2 separate regions of the Anser cygnoides genome follow, and region 1 is linked to region 2. Evidence: chromatin contacts called from public Hi-C data. All regions are on one chromosome and are shown on one strand. Each heading gives the region's core, a stretch centred on a gene start, on an enhancer-like site or on the middle of the called end of the contact. The rest is flanking DNA. Distances are from core to core; before and after follow the strand shown. Region 1 holds the start of POP4 (POP4 homolog, ribonuclease P/MRP subunit). Region 2 holds the start of UQCRFS1 (ubiquinol-cytochrome c reductase, Rieske iron-sulfur polypeptide 1).

Region 1 (6,988 bases), core at 2,742-5,241, 280 kb after region 2:
GGCAGGCAGCAGCTGGGACTCCAACAGAGCTGGCTTCTTTCTTTGCCTGCGTTTTAAAGCCCAGCTTTTTAAATCATTAAAAGCTTTGAAACCATTTGGGGGTTATTGTATGTCCCCCCGATTTCTGACCCATTAAGATATATTTGGATTGTATTTCTTCATGCACAGCAAAGCCAGACTTTCTTATTCACGCTTAAGTAACATCTGCAATTTGAGAGGACAAGGAGCTGGGATTTTAAGGTAATAATGACCCTTCAGTCAGCGTGAATAGTTTATCAGGTCAGGAGGACATATCTCATCCTAATCAATGAGTTAGACAAACTGATAAAGCAGAAAACTTACTGAAAAACACATTGAAAAGGAACATTTGTGGGACCAGAAGGTATATCATAAGATTACACTCTTAAACCAAACCCAGCCGTCCGAAATTCATCAAATAAATCTATAATGCAAGAGTTTGGGCTTCCACACATAAACATTACAAACTCCCCCCTAGTAAACCTACAGTGCCACGAAATGAAAGTCCAGGCTACTGATACCAAATACTCTGTTTACCCAGCTGTCCGAACAGCAATTCTTAGTGTGCCCGTACCCCCCATTCCCCAGGCACAGCCTTTTCCACAGCCTGAAATGCTGGCATGGGCCTGATCCGGGTCAGGCTGAAAGGAGCCGTCAGCGGGACAAGGAAAAAGTGGCGGAGAAAGGACGGTGAGGAGCAGGTGGCGGTGGCAGGACTGCCGTGGTACGTGAGCCGGCTGCACACTGCTTCAGCACACGGTGGGGAAGTTATGGTAGCTGCCTGATATTCAGATGGAGGAAATCAGATCAGAGCATTTTAAATGGAAATTATTTTCGCTAGTACAGCTGTCCCCGGGGACCAAATCCAACTGCTAATACAATTTGGCCAAGAGGAATAAACTATATTGATCTTGAGAGCTCAAATGCTTGCTGAGACGGTCTTTTAAAGAATTACAGTATCTATTTCTTGTATCACCTGCAATCAGCAAAAGTGATTATAACAGTGATTATAGCCCAGTCACTTTTTACACACATCAGTCCACCTCTGCTCATCTCCAGCTTCGGCTCATGATAACTCTTTAAAAAAACAAACAAACAAACAAACAAACACCCCTGATCTTCTATTCTTATGTCATACAAATATCTTCTTTTACATTATAGTAGATTTATCTGTGGAAGGAGGATTTTGAAGGAATTCAGTTTCACCATAAGTAAAAGTCTTTGGCTACTCTGCACCTGAAGTTCTAGCTTTCTGTGACTGTGACTATAAAGCAACTTCTATTATTGCTCCCACATTCACTCTGACATTCCCCCAGGACACTGCTGTGACCTGACTTGGCCTGCATACATTCTTTTCCCAACACACCTGTAATTCAGAAATACCGACAGCTAAAGCAATATAGCCCCCTACTGTACACAAGTATAGTGGTTCAGTGTTGGGTTTTTACAAATATATATATATATATATATATTTAGAGAGCAATAAATAATGCCAAACACAGATTTAATGGAATAAGAAATACCAGTGTTGCCACCTTAACTTGGAATAAATAATATACATTAGGGGTTTATATCACCATAAACCTATATCATGCTTTCACGCTGATTTACTTGAAGAAGTAAAAAGATTCAAAGGTCTAAGACACACAGACAGGTGGAGGAGGTGATACTGCACATTCAGAAACATGCATTATAATTATTTTGTTTGCTCTTTTGTTCGCATATTTCCACTATTTCCACATATTTTCCTGGAACACATACTAATGCACTAATCTCGCTCCCTCAGCCATTGTATCTGAAGATAAATTGGGAAATGAAGACGTAGAGCTGTTGGAAGAGACTGGCTTCCCCAGGCACCAGTTTAGCCTGGATCATTGGATTTACAACACCAGCATCGCCAACACTGATTTGACTATTAATCCCTTAAGTGCCTCAGGAATTGCAGCATAAATCCAGTGAAGGAGCACTCATACGGCCCTGAAGACCCATAGTGCTCATCCTGGTACTCCATTCATGAAAATTGATCTTTTCTTAATAGCAATGACAACTCAAGGTGTCACAGCTTTGTAAAATCAAGAGATCTGTTTGCTGTGGCAATGTCCTTAACTGCCAGGAGGTCTCTGATACACATCAATCGGTCCTCATACTTAATACTCTGAAGAGGCTGGCCCTTTTTTCTTTACAAACATACACACATATCTACAATTTCATTCCCCGTTAGGTATCACTTCAGTGCCTTTGTGCTCCACAGCAGCACTCAACAAATTGTCGTATTTCCTATACTCTGGCTCAGTAACTCGCTCTGTACGTCTCCTTTACCAAGCAGTTCTTCATTATGTGCTAAGCCAATACCCACCCCGTGACAGGAATATAAACACTTTATTTATTTGGAGAACCAACACATCTGAGCAGAGGGCAGCACGAGCTGGGATTCGGCTGGCAAGGAAAAGGAATTAGCTGCACTGGTTTCAAGAGCAAGACGTGTCTTATCCCAAGAGTAGAGAGGCAGCAACAGGGGCAGAAGAGGCAAACCTCACAGCAGGTAACACCTTCCTTGTCTTTTGAATATGAATGTTTGACTCTGGTTAGAAATAATGTTCATTTTGCACCTTGATCTTTGCTGTAATAATAGTAATGTAGCTATTCAAAAGCCTAACAGAAGTTAATGTCATTAAATGTTTCCTATCTGCTTTAATCTAAATGGCTAATCTAACAATCTACCCTGGCCACAGCTTCCTCCTTTGCAGGACCTCATCACTGTGATAAGCAATGTTACTTCTCTTTTTTGTGTTCTTTTTATTATTATTATTTTATTTTGCTCTTAGAGATGACTGCCCCCTCTGGTTTGTGATTTACAAGGCACATGGAGCTCTATGGGACCCTTACTTCTGCAGAAACCCAGTTCCAGCCACACCAGCAGCCGTGTACTCCAGAAACAATGGCATATATAGCAAGGCTTTCCCAGACTTAGGAAGTCTTTGTCACCTCTAGCAGGATAGCCGCTGAAATTTGAGGTTAAGGCTGGGATCTGCTACCTTAGCCAGCAGTGGGGTAACAATATAGTATTTCTTTTGATATGCCAAGTAGTAAAACCTCTCTATAAAAAGCTTTTTAGCAAGCAGACTCTAATAATTGTTGTGGTTTTTTTTTAACTTGTTTGCTCAGAAAGTTTTGAGATGCCTTTCCTTTCCTTTTGTCCAGTATGACCTTGCAGTGCAGACTTCTGGCAATGCCAGAGACAAAGGACTGGTCTCCCGCCTACCAAATGCTCTTTCTACGCTGTCCGCTATTGACAGTTATGTCTGTTCGCACATAACATCCCATCTAAATCTCCCCCCTTTCAGTGTAAAGCTATTCTCCCCTGTCCTATCACTATCTGCCCGTATTTTCTCTCCGTCCTGAGAAAATAGTTCTGGCACAATTACTGCTTTGTGATAAGAATTTGTGAAATTAATTAGCAAAGTAACATTGTCTTTAATAAAATTTTAAACTTTCCGTGTTAAATTCATAGGTTTAACTCAATTAGCGTCATGTAATTTTCTCTGTTTTCTGAAGTTTCTCCTTTATCGTTTTGCTTAAGGCAGTACAAGGCTCGCTAACCCCACCGCGACCAGGGCAGGCAGGGACCGCTGAGGAAGCCAGCGCCTCAGTACGCGTCGGGGCAGGCCAGGCTGGCAGCCCCGGGCCGCTGGGCGCTGGATCAGGAGCGGACGGCGCCCAGCCCGTCGCACCGGCACGCGGCGGCACCGCGGCGCCAGCAGGGCACCCCGCCGCCCTGCGGGAGGGCTGCTGACGGCCGTGTGACACGGCACAGCGGGCGCGTTGTCTTTCGAACGTCTGTCACGGCCTGGCATCGCTCCTCTAGCGAGCGATGCATCGGTGCAGCTTTCTGCGGTTCCGTGAGAGGCGGGGGCGCGGGCCGTTATTTTTAATTATCCCCGGTAACGAAGCACGGCAGCGACCAGGCCTCCCGCCGCCACACCCCCCCGGGACCCCGCGCATGCGCCCCTCCCCCTCACGCCCCCTCAGGAGGTGGGCGCGCGCAACACCGCGCATGCGCACCCCGGAAGCCGCCTGGCGGATAAAAGCGGCGGCGGGCGGGCGCCGATCCCGGCTGCAGGCTGTGCGCGCGCGCGGGCACGTCAGCGGCCTGCGCCCGGCGCCGCCGCCATGGAGGGTGAGCGGGACGGGGGGAGCGGGGTCGGGACATTGGGGGCCGCCGGTCCCCGCCGCCGTGCCCCGTGCGGGTGCGCTGTACGGCTGACGGCCCCGCTCTGTGCCCCGTGCAGGTGCGCTGTACGGCGGGCTGCCGCGCCAGGCGACGGAGGAGCTGTGCTTGCAGGTACCGCCGCCGCCGGCCCCGGGCACTCGGCGGGGGCTGAGGCGCTGGGGGTCGCCGGGGAGCGTCGGGGTCGCGTCCGGAGGCTCCGGGCCTGTGTCTGGAGGCTCCCCGAGGTGTGGGCGTGGGGGTGAGTGGAAAAAAAAAGCTCGGGGCGTGTTGTGCTTGGCCGCCTGGCGGCCAGGTGGGGCTTCAGAACGTGAGGTATGTTAGTACTGCTCTCGTGGGGTTACTGGGTGGCTCTGTCACCGGTAAGGACGGCAGGCAGCAGCGGCTGCTTTAGTTTTATTAAGTTCGTAAAGTGTTTCGTCAAAATGTCTTCAGCCTCAGAGGTCAGAAGAGGCTAAAGCCTTTGTAAGCGCCTTCCTGAAGCGTAGCATGCCAAAAATGAAAGATGAAGCTATCCAGGATGTGTTATCTCGGAAAGCCGTAATTCTGGAGCATTATGCCAGAAAAAGAAAAAAGCAAAAGAGGAAGAAACCTAAAAGCTTTACTGCAAAGCAGAGGCGAGAAATGCGTCTTTTTGAAATCGAACCTGAACAGCAGAGGTAAGATCTAAAATACTTTCTTTGTGTGAGAAGTTCATAAAAAGTAAAAACCAGGAGCACATATATGTGGCTACTCACTCTTCAGTACATACAGTCAGTCTGTTACTCTGTGGCAATTAACCACAGCAATTACTTTGGCTGAATATATGGTAAAATTGTTTGTTACTGGGTTCTCTTTCCTCTTGTGTACCCAAATACAAGAAATCAAAACCAAATACAGTTGCCTTGGATTTCTGTTTTTAAAAGTTAAACTGTGACCAGAATTTTCTGTCGGGTTTCTCAACTTAATACATGTTGAATGACTTCCTTCCTTGTAAAACAAAGTAAGGAGGGAGGTAGGGGAGTAGAAACCTCTTAATGCATCACTGTTTTGGGTTGACAGGAGACTATTTTTTCATAAAAATAAACCTGTTGGTTAGTGGTCTACTTCCCATGCAAGGTATTAGAGCAGGTAATAAAAGGTATTAAAGCTCATCCATATTTAAAGAGTTAAGACTAACATCGATTATTTCAGTAATCAAGCAACAGATTTTTTGATAATTAAGTTTTGTATGATAACTTTTGCCTTTTAACTACAGATATGCAATCTTTTTACCACTGCATGAACTGTGGAAACAGTACATCAGAGACCTATGCTATGGACTTAAACCAGATGCGTAAGTTCAGATATATTAAAATTAGTGGGTTTGGTTAGTAATTATTTTCAGGTTTACTGATTTACTTCTTGAAGTATCAGAGCTATAGAAAGAGTATATATACACCTATAAGATGAGTTTTGATCATGATTTCAGTAATCCCAGTCACTTTGTAAACCTACTCTTCTCCATATATTTTTCATTCCTTCTCTGATCCCACCCTCTTCTCCAAGGCAACCACAGATGGTTCAGGCCAAACTGCTAAAAGCTGATCTCCATGGAGCTATTGTTACAGGTATCCTGATTGTTTTGTGTTTTTTTCCTCAAAAAAATGTGAAGTTCAGTAGACTCCTATATTTCAGATGCTTATTTTTAAATTCTTTTTGGTATTGAATCTAGAATCACATAGTAGTTACTGTGATTAATGCTTTCTCCATTAACCAATTCTACTTAACTTTTAACTGCTTTTGAAAACCTGATTGCAAAGAAAACTGAGTTCTGCCAGTTATTACTGTAACTGCATTGTTTCAGAATATTACAATGAGCTTCTGAAATCATGAGACAACTGTAGAACAGCAAACAAACTGCAGCTGAGTTTTTCTAATGCATATGTATTCTTGTTTCTTCAGTCACAAAATCAAAATGCCCCTCTTATGTTGGGATAACAGGAATCATTCTACAGGAATTTAAACATGTCTTCAAAATTATCACTAGAGATGACAAAGTAAAAGGTATGCTAGATTTTTTCAGTGCTTCTTAAAACTTGAATAACCAAAATTTCTTAAATTCACACTGCTTTTGAGCAAATGTGTGGTAGTGCATTGTTCTGTATCAGTCCTTTGTATCAGTTCTTTGCATAGTAGAAGTCAATGTTTTAACCAACAATGTAAAAGCCCAGTATCTTACCAAAAGTATTTCAGTAGAAGTGAGCAAGAGAAAACATTTTCAGTGAACCTAATATGCATGTGGTGTGTTCATCTGATTTACTTTAGATGTTCTCTGCAGCACTTACTGCATGCTCATAAAAGAGGACTAACTTTTAGTAATTGCTACTTAAGATAGAGGTTTAGGTTATGTATGTTCTCTTAATAAAGCATAAACTTGAAATGTGCCAAACCTGAAGCCTATGTGTGAATAATATCCTGTGGTATATCAATATCTGTTTTGAACAGGGATTTTAGTCCTTTTTCATTAATTTCTTTCCTTTTGCATTTTCAGTTGTTCCCAAACTTAACAATGTATTTAGCTTGGAGATTGATGGATTCATTTCCTACATTTATGGAAGCAAGTTCCAGTTCAGAGCAAGTGAGCGATCTGCAAAGAAGTTCAAGCTAAAAGGAACTATTGACCTATGATTTCATAGCAAATCAGAAGTATATTTAATAAAAATGCCTACTGTTTTCCTGCAGTTTGAGAACCAGGTTTTCAGGCAAACTGAAAATGGAATT
Region 2 (6,918 bases), core at 1,770-4,269:
TGACGACGGTAGGCAGAGAAGTCAGGTACTGTGACATCATTATGGACACAACGCATGCTGGCAGGTGCTGCAAGGAAAATAATATGAAACGACAACACAAGTTAAAATATATTATGATGTATTTTATGTTAGTTGTTTTTTAATTACATTTTTTGAATGATGGGTAAGTTATTTCAAAGTCTTGGTAGCATTCCTGTAATTATACATTTTATAATTATTATAATTATTTAATTATACAATTTTAAGTTGTAAGCAAATGGTTACTAGATGGTATTTTTGGTAGATAACAAGTGATTTGTGAATCATTCCACCTTGTGAATCATTCCATTTCATTCCGTCAAAATTATATGAAACCTGTTAAGAACATAGTAGGACCTGCAAACAGTTCTGGGTTTAAAGTTTTTGTTGTTGCTTTTTTCAAATTTCAAGGAAAAAATGTTGCAGAATACAGTTACTATCTGAGAAGAAACAGACATTCTTTCTGTTCAAATGTTTCCCTTACAAACATGGTATGAAGAAATTTGATTTCCTTTGACTTAATTTCCATGCTTTTAATAATCTTCAGTGTCATTTTTAAGATTAAAAATGCAAGATCATATATCCCCCTTTACAGAAGTTTAAACTGCTGTCAAAGCTAACTGCCCCAGTAAATAATTTTTAAATCTTTCAGACTCCAATATTTAGTTTTTCAGATTTGGTACATAGAAGTGTTTAGGAATAAATTTAGTCAATATCTAGTTCCCAAACTTTGTGAGATTCCCATTTCAAACCAGTGTGCTAAACTGACAAGATGTGACTGCTTACTAAGAGGCCTTCCATTACCTTCTCCAGTGCAGGAAAGCTGCCTCCCTCAACAAAAATCTAGTATGCTAGGGAAAAGAACACACTAAGGACATTATTTGCTAAAATACAACCTCTGTTACTTGACAAGAACTATTTAGTCTTAGTTTTTTCTAGCAGTTGGCACAAGGTTAACAGAGGTTAATAGAAAGTGTTCGCTCAAAGTACTCAAAATAGATCTCAGAGATCTATATCCAATCTAATGGGGAAAGTATTTACATTTATTTACAATTAACTCAGCAAAGAGAAGATATTTGCTCTAGGATATTAATTGCAGAGAAATTAACTGAAAATTCTCTGAGAGCAAGCCATACTAACTTATCCCAGTACCAAGACATATATACACATTAGTAACCCGCTAATAAGCGTTACAATTAAGCTACTTTTTTTTTATACTCAATGTAAAGTGTGACTATGTTAACTGAAGCTAAGAATAAGACTACATATCAACTACATTAATTACAGATCTCTAGAATTTCCACCTGAACATATCCTTTACAGCTGTGTCAGGTGAAGTCTATGGTTCTAATCACTACACGCACAGCAGTCTCCAAGACTTGCAGGAATATCCTAGTTAACAGCATGATGCAAACTGTTGCTACATGCCCAACATCAGCAGATAAGGAAGCTTATTTTCACTCCAGTAGAAACTGGTTTCTTGAAATGTGCTAAAAATTGCAGCAATTTGAATGGGTCCTTTTTTAATACCACAATGGGACCACCCTAGATTGGCATTACAGATTTCCATGTATGCCTCAAAAAAACCAGAAGTAGCATCAACCTTTTTGTCCTTTCCTGTGTTCCTACAAAAAAGTGGAAGACACTGAACCTGTAAATGTGGTTTGAAATAACACTGTTCAGCAACTCTTTTTATCTCTTAAGAATAATACAGGGCTGCTGATGCAGCACATCAAACAAGTAGGAGTGGCCCTCTATTTCTATCCATTTTCTATATTTTATGAAATGAGTAGGGGATACCATTTTAAAACGTACATGTACTGGGTACAAAAGATCCTTCATTTGGGGAGTAAAGTAACCTTTCAAAAATGTTTCTAGTATCTCATACTAAGTCTATGTAAATTGCAGATCTTTTGTTCCTCTAAAGGGCTTTTTGGCCTAATACATCTCATCTTGGTCAGGCTGAGTGCTTCAGACCAGCTGGCTTGCTATCAGCAGCATAAGCAGGCTGCATTCCGAAAGGCTGCCAATTGCATGTCCGTGGGCACATCCCATCCCTTAATACATGAAGTACACGGCATTAGCCACAATCTTGAAGTCTTGCGTTAACTCGCTGCTGTTAAAGACATCTTGAGGTCAGGACTTGGGTATCACGTCTGCTGACGAATACTTGTTATCCTGCTTTTGGCAAACCGCCTTCACTGGACATAAGCACATGAGCAGATGCAGTTTCCAAGTGATGAAAAGACACACTTGTGAGACCTACAACCACAGTAATAATGGGCTAGGCTATATTGGCATTTCACGTAAAGCCACTGTCTTTCTCTGGCCACAGGTTGGATTCTGCGAGAACTAACTGGAGTAACTTGATGGGGATTTCCTTGCACCTTCCCAAATGCAAAATAAACAGCCACCCAAGTCACCACCAACAAGCAGAACTTCAAGCGCCCTCAGCGCTACACACATTCGCGTTACCACGAGGCCGGCCGCCCGGGACCAAACCGTGCGCCCCGCAGGGCTCCACAAGCACGAGCGGCGAGCGCCGCAGCCGCCGCCGCCGCTAAGCCCCCGCACGCCTCACTTCCCCCCGCCCCACTGGCCCCGCCGCAGGGCTGCCCCGGCGCCGCTGGAAGCCGCCCCCGTCCTCCCCGCCGGTCCCGGTGCCTGCCGCCCCGTCGCGGCCGCCCCTCGGCAGGCCCCCGCGCCCGGCTCCCCGCCGCCCCCCGGCCCGGCCCGGCCCGCACCGTTGAGGCTGGCGCTGGCGACGAGCCCCCCCCGGGCCGAGCGGCCGCTCAGCGACTCCCGGCAGAGCAGCGGCCGCCGCAGGTCCAGCGGCACCTTCTCGGCCCGCAGCGCCGCGGGCGCCAGCGCCTTGAGCGGGCCAGGCACGGCGTGCGCGGCGGCCGACAGGTAGGGCGCGAAGGGCCCGGAGCGGGCGGCCACGGACAACATGGCGGCGGCTGCGGCGCTGCCCGGTCACCGCCGCGACCTTCCCGGCTGTCGCGGCGCGGTGACGTCACAGCGGGGCCGGCCCAGAGCCGCCGCAGCGCCGCGCGGCCCGCCCCGCAGGCGGCTCTCGGCCGGGCGGGGCCGCGCTGCTGGGGCCCGCGGCCTGCGGCCTGCGCGGGGCTCGGGGCGGCGGCGGGAAGGGGCGGCACCGGCCCCGGTGCCCGCGGGTCGGCGGCTGCTGGGGGCTCCGGAGTCTCCCTGGGGCTTGGTTCCCCAAGGTTTTCTGTTCGCGTAAAGCACGTTAGTCACTGGTTTTGCTCTCCTTGGGACTGTTCCATGTCACTGCCAAACAGCTCCATGCTGTTGCAAACATGCTTTTTTTACTGTTTTTTTACTTCATTGAGGTATTTTTTTGAAAGGGCAGTATAGGAAATAATTCAGCATGTCAGCCTTGCTGTATTGAAATCCTATCTTAGAATGCCTCAGATGATACTTGTAAGCAAATTGAAATCATTACATTTTACAGTGTTTCAAAGGATGGTTCAGGAAACACTGCCGGGACATCTGACCAGTCCAGTGCGTCTCCTGTAGGTACAGATCGATTCAAACAAAGCAATGAGATTACAAAACATCTTGGAGGGGTTTACATGTTCTCCCTTGGTACTCACTTGTGACACGATTTGGTGGTGTGTAAATACCAATGAGAAACATTACTTCAAAGGAAACTGCCAGATCTGTGACATGACATGCCCCTTATTATTTCTCCTATTTGTTGCACAGGGTATGATTTTTGCCCCTTTTGTTTCCTTTTCTTAGCTTTTCTGTTTATTTTTTATTTTTCTTTCTTTTTATTTTTTAATAGTTCTATATCAGTTGCAATTCGGGAAGAACTTAAAAATTTTCAGCTTGTCATAGGGGATTTGTGAGTGATCAATTTTACATGTTTGAAAAATGTGAAGCATGTTTTACCATGCACTCGTTAACGTTTATAACGTTGTTTCTGGGGGCATGGGGCAGCTGCCACAGCTTCAGTGTGTGCCATTGCTCATCAGCATGTTCTGCCTGGAGCTCAGGCTGCTCTGGAAGTCAAATGGTTCCCCAGAAACTCATTCTTATTATCAGTGATTAGGAGGGTGAAGGAACACAGCAGCTCTGATTATTGCCAAAAATATATTTCTTCCATTCTCAGTTCACAAATTATCCCTGTAACATGGGCTGAGATGCAAACACGAGTCCAATTTTCATCTTCACTTGGATCGGTTTCGTTCAACTATATGGATGGTATGGGAAGCTTGTTTATTGTTGCACCTATTGATTGGTGCAGTTAGCTTAAGAAAAAAACACCCTCCCCCAACACTCCCACATATTTTAAATACTTCTCTATTAAGGGAAGAAATTTCAGTACACTTGAGGAATCTTTGAAGTGGTTTAGATTATTTATCAAAAGAGTGTACCAAGCTGCTCTCCTGAAGATAGAGTGAGTTGTTTTCCAAAAGCTCCCAACGTATTTTTGAGTAACAAAAAGCTAAATCAAAGGCTCTGCCTTTAGGATTTTTTTCTGGCCATGCATGCTGCTTGTCCCTGTGTGGATGTAGGCCAAGTCAAAGTATTTCATAGTACTGTATTAATGTTACAGAAAGTATTCTGGTAAATTTAAATATTTCTTCTATTAAGAATATTCTAAATCTAGTATAATAGCTGCAGATTTGGCTTGACCTGCAAGGGTAGTCCCCAAATGGTTGATGGTATTACTCCATGGAACTTCTCACATGGAAATAAGATTGTTTTTAAAAGAGCATCCTCTTAAGAGGTATGCCAGCAACGTGCAAAACAGAAATGTCAATTAATTTGTATGTTTAGTTTCTTTAATTAGATAATAAATGTGATTTCATCTTTTTGACTGCATTGCAAAATAATCTGTAGCAAAACAATGCTGCTGTCAGCTCGTTCCTCCATGCAACAGGCAAATGGCATCCTCCAGGCAAATTAAAACTCAGTCCACTCCCAAGGGCAATTCTGGAGGTGGTAGTTTAGTTGATAAAATGAATCTTGGCACATACAGGCTGCACACTCTGAGGAAGGGCAGCAATTTTCAGAGGTGAGGAGGAAGAATACCTTAGTAGTCTTTCCTCCTTTTGCAGCAGGGAAGCTGTTAGTTGGCTGCCACCACAGAGCACTACAGCCTTGACGTACAGACAGGCTTCTGCTCAGGTGGTAGCATTGGAAAGAATGAGTGTCTCGGACTCTTCACTGAAGCACCAACCCAGCCACGTGACAAAGTCCTTCCTCTAGGCAAGGTTCCAGTTCTCTGTAGTAACCACTTAAAGATTTTGGACAATATTCTCACCCAAAACTCGTTTGGGTTAACTGCAAGGGTAAGAGGAGAATAAACATATCACACAGACAAATTCTGGGCTAAAGGAAAGATCCATTCTTTCAATAAAAACTATGGTGAATAAATTAATACCTGTTTATTATTATTATTTTTCATTTATTTATAACATCAATTTTGTACTTGTCACAGCTTCCAAGAGTAAAGTTCAGCTTGGAATACTAGGTGGATGCACTGGTAGGTACATCCTTGCTCTAGTCAAGCCTCGTCACTTCTTCAAGCTTCTAAAATTTTCCCAAAATGCAAAATAAACTTGGCAAAGAGGTTTGTGAGGAAGAAATGTGATCTAAACTATTGTGTAGAACTCTAAGCATGATTTCTCACCTAGTCAACCCAGTCCATGCATACAAGGCTGTGAAGCTTTAGTGTTTCCTACTGGCTATATCGGGAGCTATTGTTGTGAAATTCAGCTGTTGCTAATGATGCTACTGCTAAATTACTTTATGATTGTGCATTTTAAAAGATGTCTCAGTGGAATGGTAGTTTAGGGACTGGCCCTATTAAGATTTATTTAGGGGTTTGACTTTTTCATATAAGTAATTCACTGAGTCTTTTTAACTGGTGTCTGAAATGCACTGAAATATGGTTGTTCTAATTAAGTAGGATGGATCTTTCCCGTTCCAGTGGTATTGATCTATAATTTATTTCTTTCCCAGCAAGTTTTTCACATCTAAGCCTGTATAGATAATGATTTACCCAACTAAGTGCACTGTACTGCTGGTAACCGTAGTTAGTAGTGAAGTAGTAATTGTAGGGGTACTGTGGTGTTATTCTAGAGGAAAAATAATTTGTAGACTACTGGGATTATGAATCAATGTGGAGGTGGAAGTAAATTATATTCAAACAGGAAAGAGAAAATTAGAAAGGACCCATATTTTTGCCAATTTAACAGGATAAATTTTAAAAACTTTATTTTGTTTTACAGAAAAAGACCTAAAGAAACATGATCTTATTTACTGTTCTCAAATAGATTACAGAATTACCGTAATCATAATAAATACCTGATCGGAATCAAAAAGTAATAACAGGGCAAGAGGAAGTTCTTCTAAGGCCATCAGATTTTAATATGCTGAAGATAATTGGTGTTTCACTGTGAGACTGAGCATCTGAGCTAGTGCTTGTAGATGTTTGTTTTTTTTAAAGGATTCTAAGCTTTGACAGTGAGAAATGATCTGAATTCACTAATACAGCTCAGTTGTTCGGGATGGGGCAGAGGTAGCTTTACAATATGTTTTTCTGTCTGGGTGCTACTCCTAGAGACTTGGCAAAATGTGCTTGCTACTTCTAGAGAGTTTTGACAAAATGAGGTAGCTGTCATTTATTTGGAAAACATGATCATAAATGTTTTTAAAACATAAGATGAATTTAAAAATATAACGTGGTCAGAAGATGATTAAAATGTGAAAATATTTCAGCAGAAAAGGCACCTTCTTCTGTTATCAGAGTCCAAAAAAGAGTAAATTTAATTTTCAAATGCTTCAAAATAAGCATATTCCAGTATGTAGGTGCTTCTTTGAGAAGCGCTGTCAGGCTTATGTTCCTAAGTAGCAATAGTGAGC

The links. A called contact is a pair of places that touch in the nucleus more often than the background predicts.
Region 1: a contact with region 2 is called in a Hi-C map of liver, with 8 times the contacts expected there. The contact joins the promoter of POP4 here to the promoter of UQCRFS1 in region 2. A contact is called at or near these places in 2 of 7 Hi-C or Micro-C datasets (both in liver).

The regions. Positions count from the first base shown.
Region 1 is chr12:20,267,088-20,274,075 of Taihu_goose_T2T_genome, forward strand. POP4 (POP4 homolog, ribonuclease P/MRP subunit) reads left to right here and starts at 3,992. Exons shown (of 7, transcript XM_048073310.2): 1 at 3,992-4,195; 2 at 4,308-4,360; 3 at 4,682-4,905; 4 at 5,484-5,561; 5 at 5,774-5,835; 6 at 6,170-6,271; 7 at 6,759-6,988. The coding sequence starts at 4,189. The coding sequence ends at 6,895. The region is part of intron 5 of LOC106039568 (protein C19orf12-like); the gene reads right to left.
Region 2 is chr12:19,991,382-19,998,299 of Taihu_goose_T2T_genome, forward strand. It overlaps UQCRFS1 (ubiquinol-cytochrome c reductase, Rieske iron-sulfur polypeptide 1), which reads right to left and starts at 3,020. Exons shown (of 2, transcript XM_067004423.1): 1 at 2,763-3,020; 2 at 1-67. The coding sequence starts at 2,970. The region is part of intron 7 of LOC106039565; the gene reads left to right.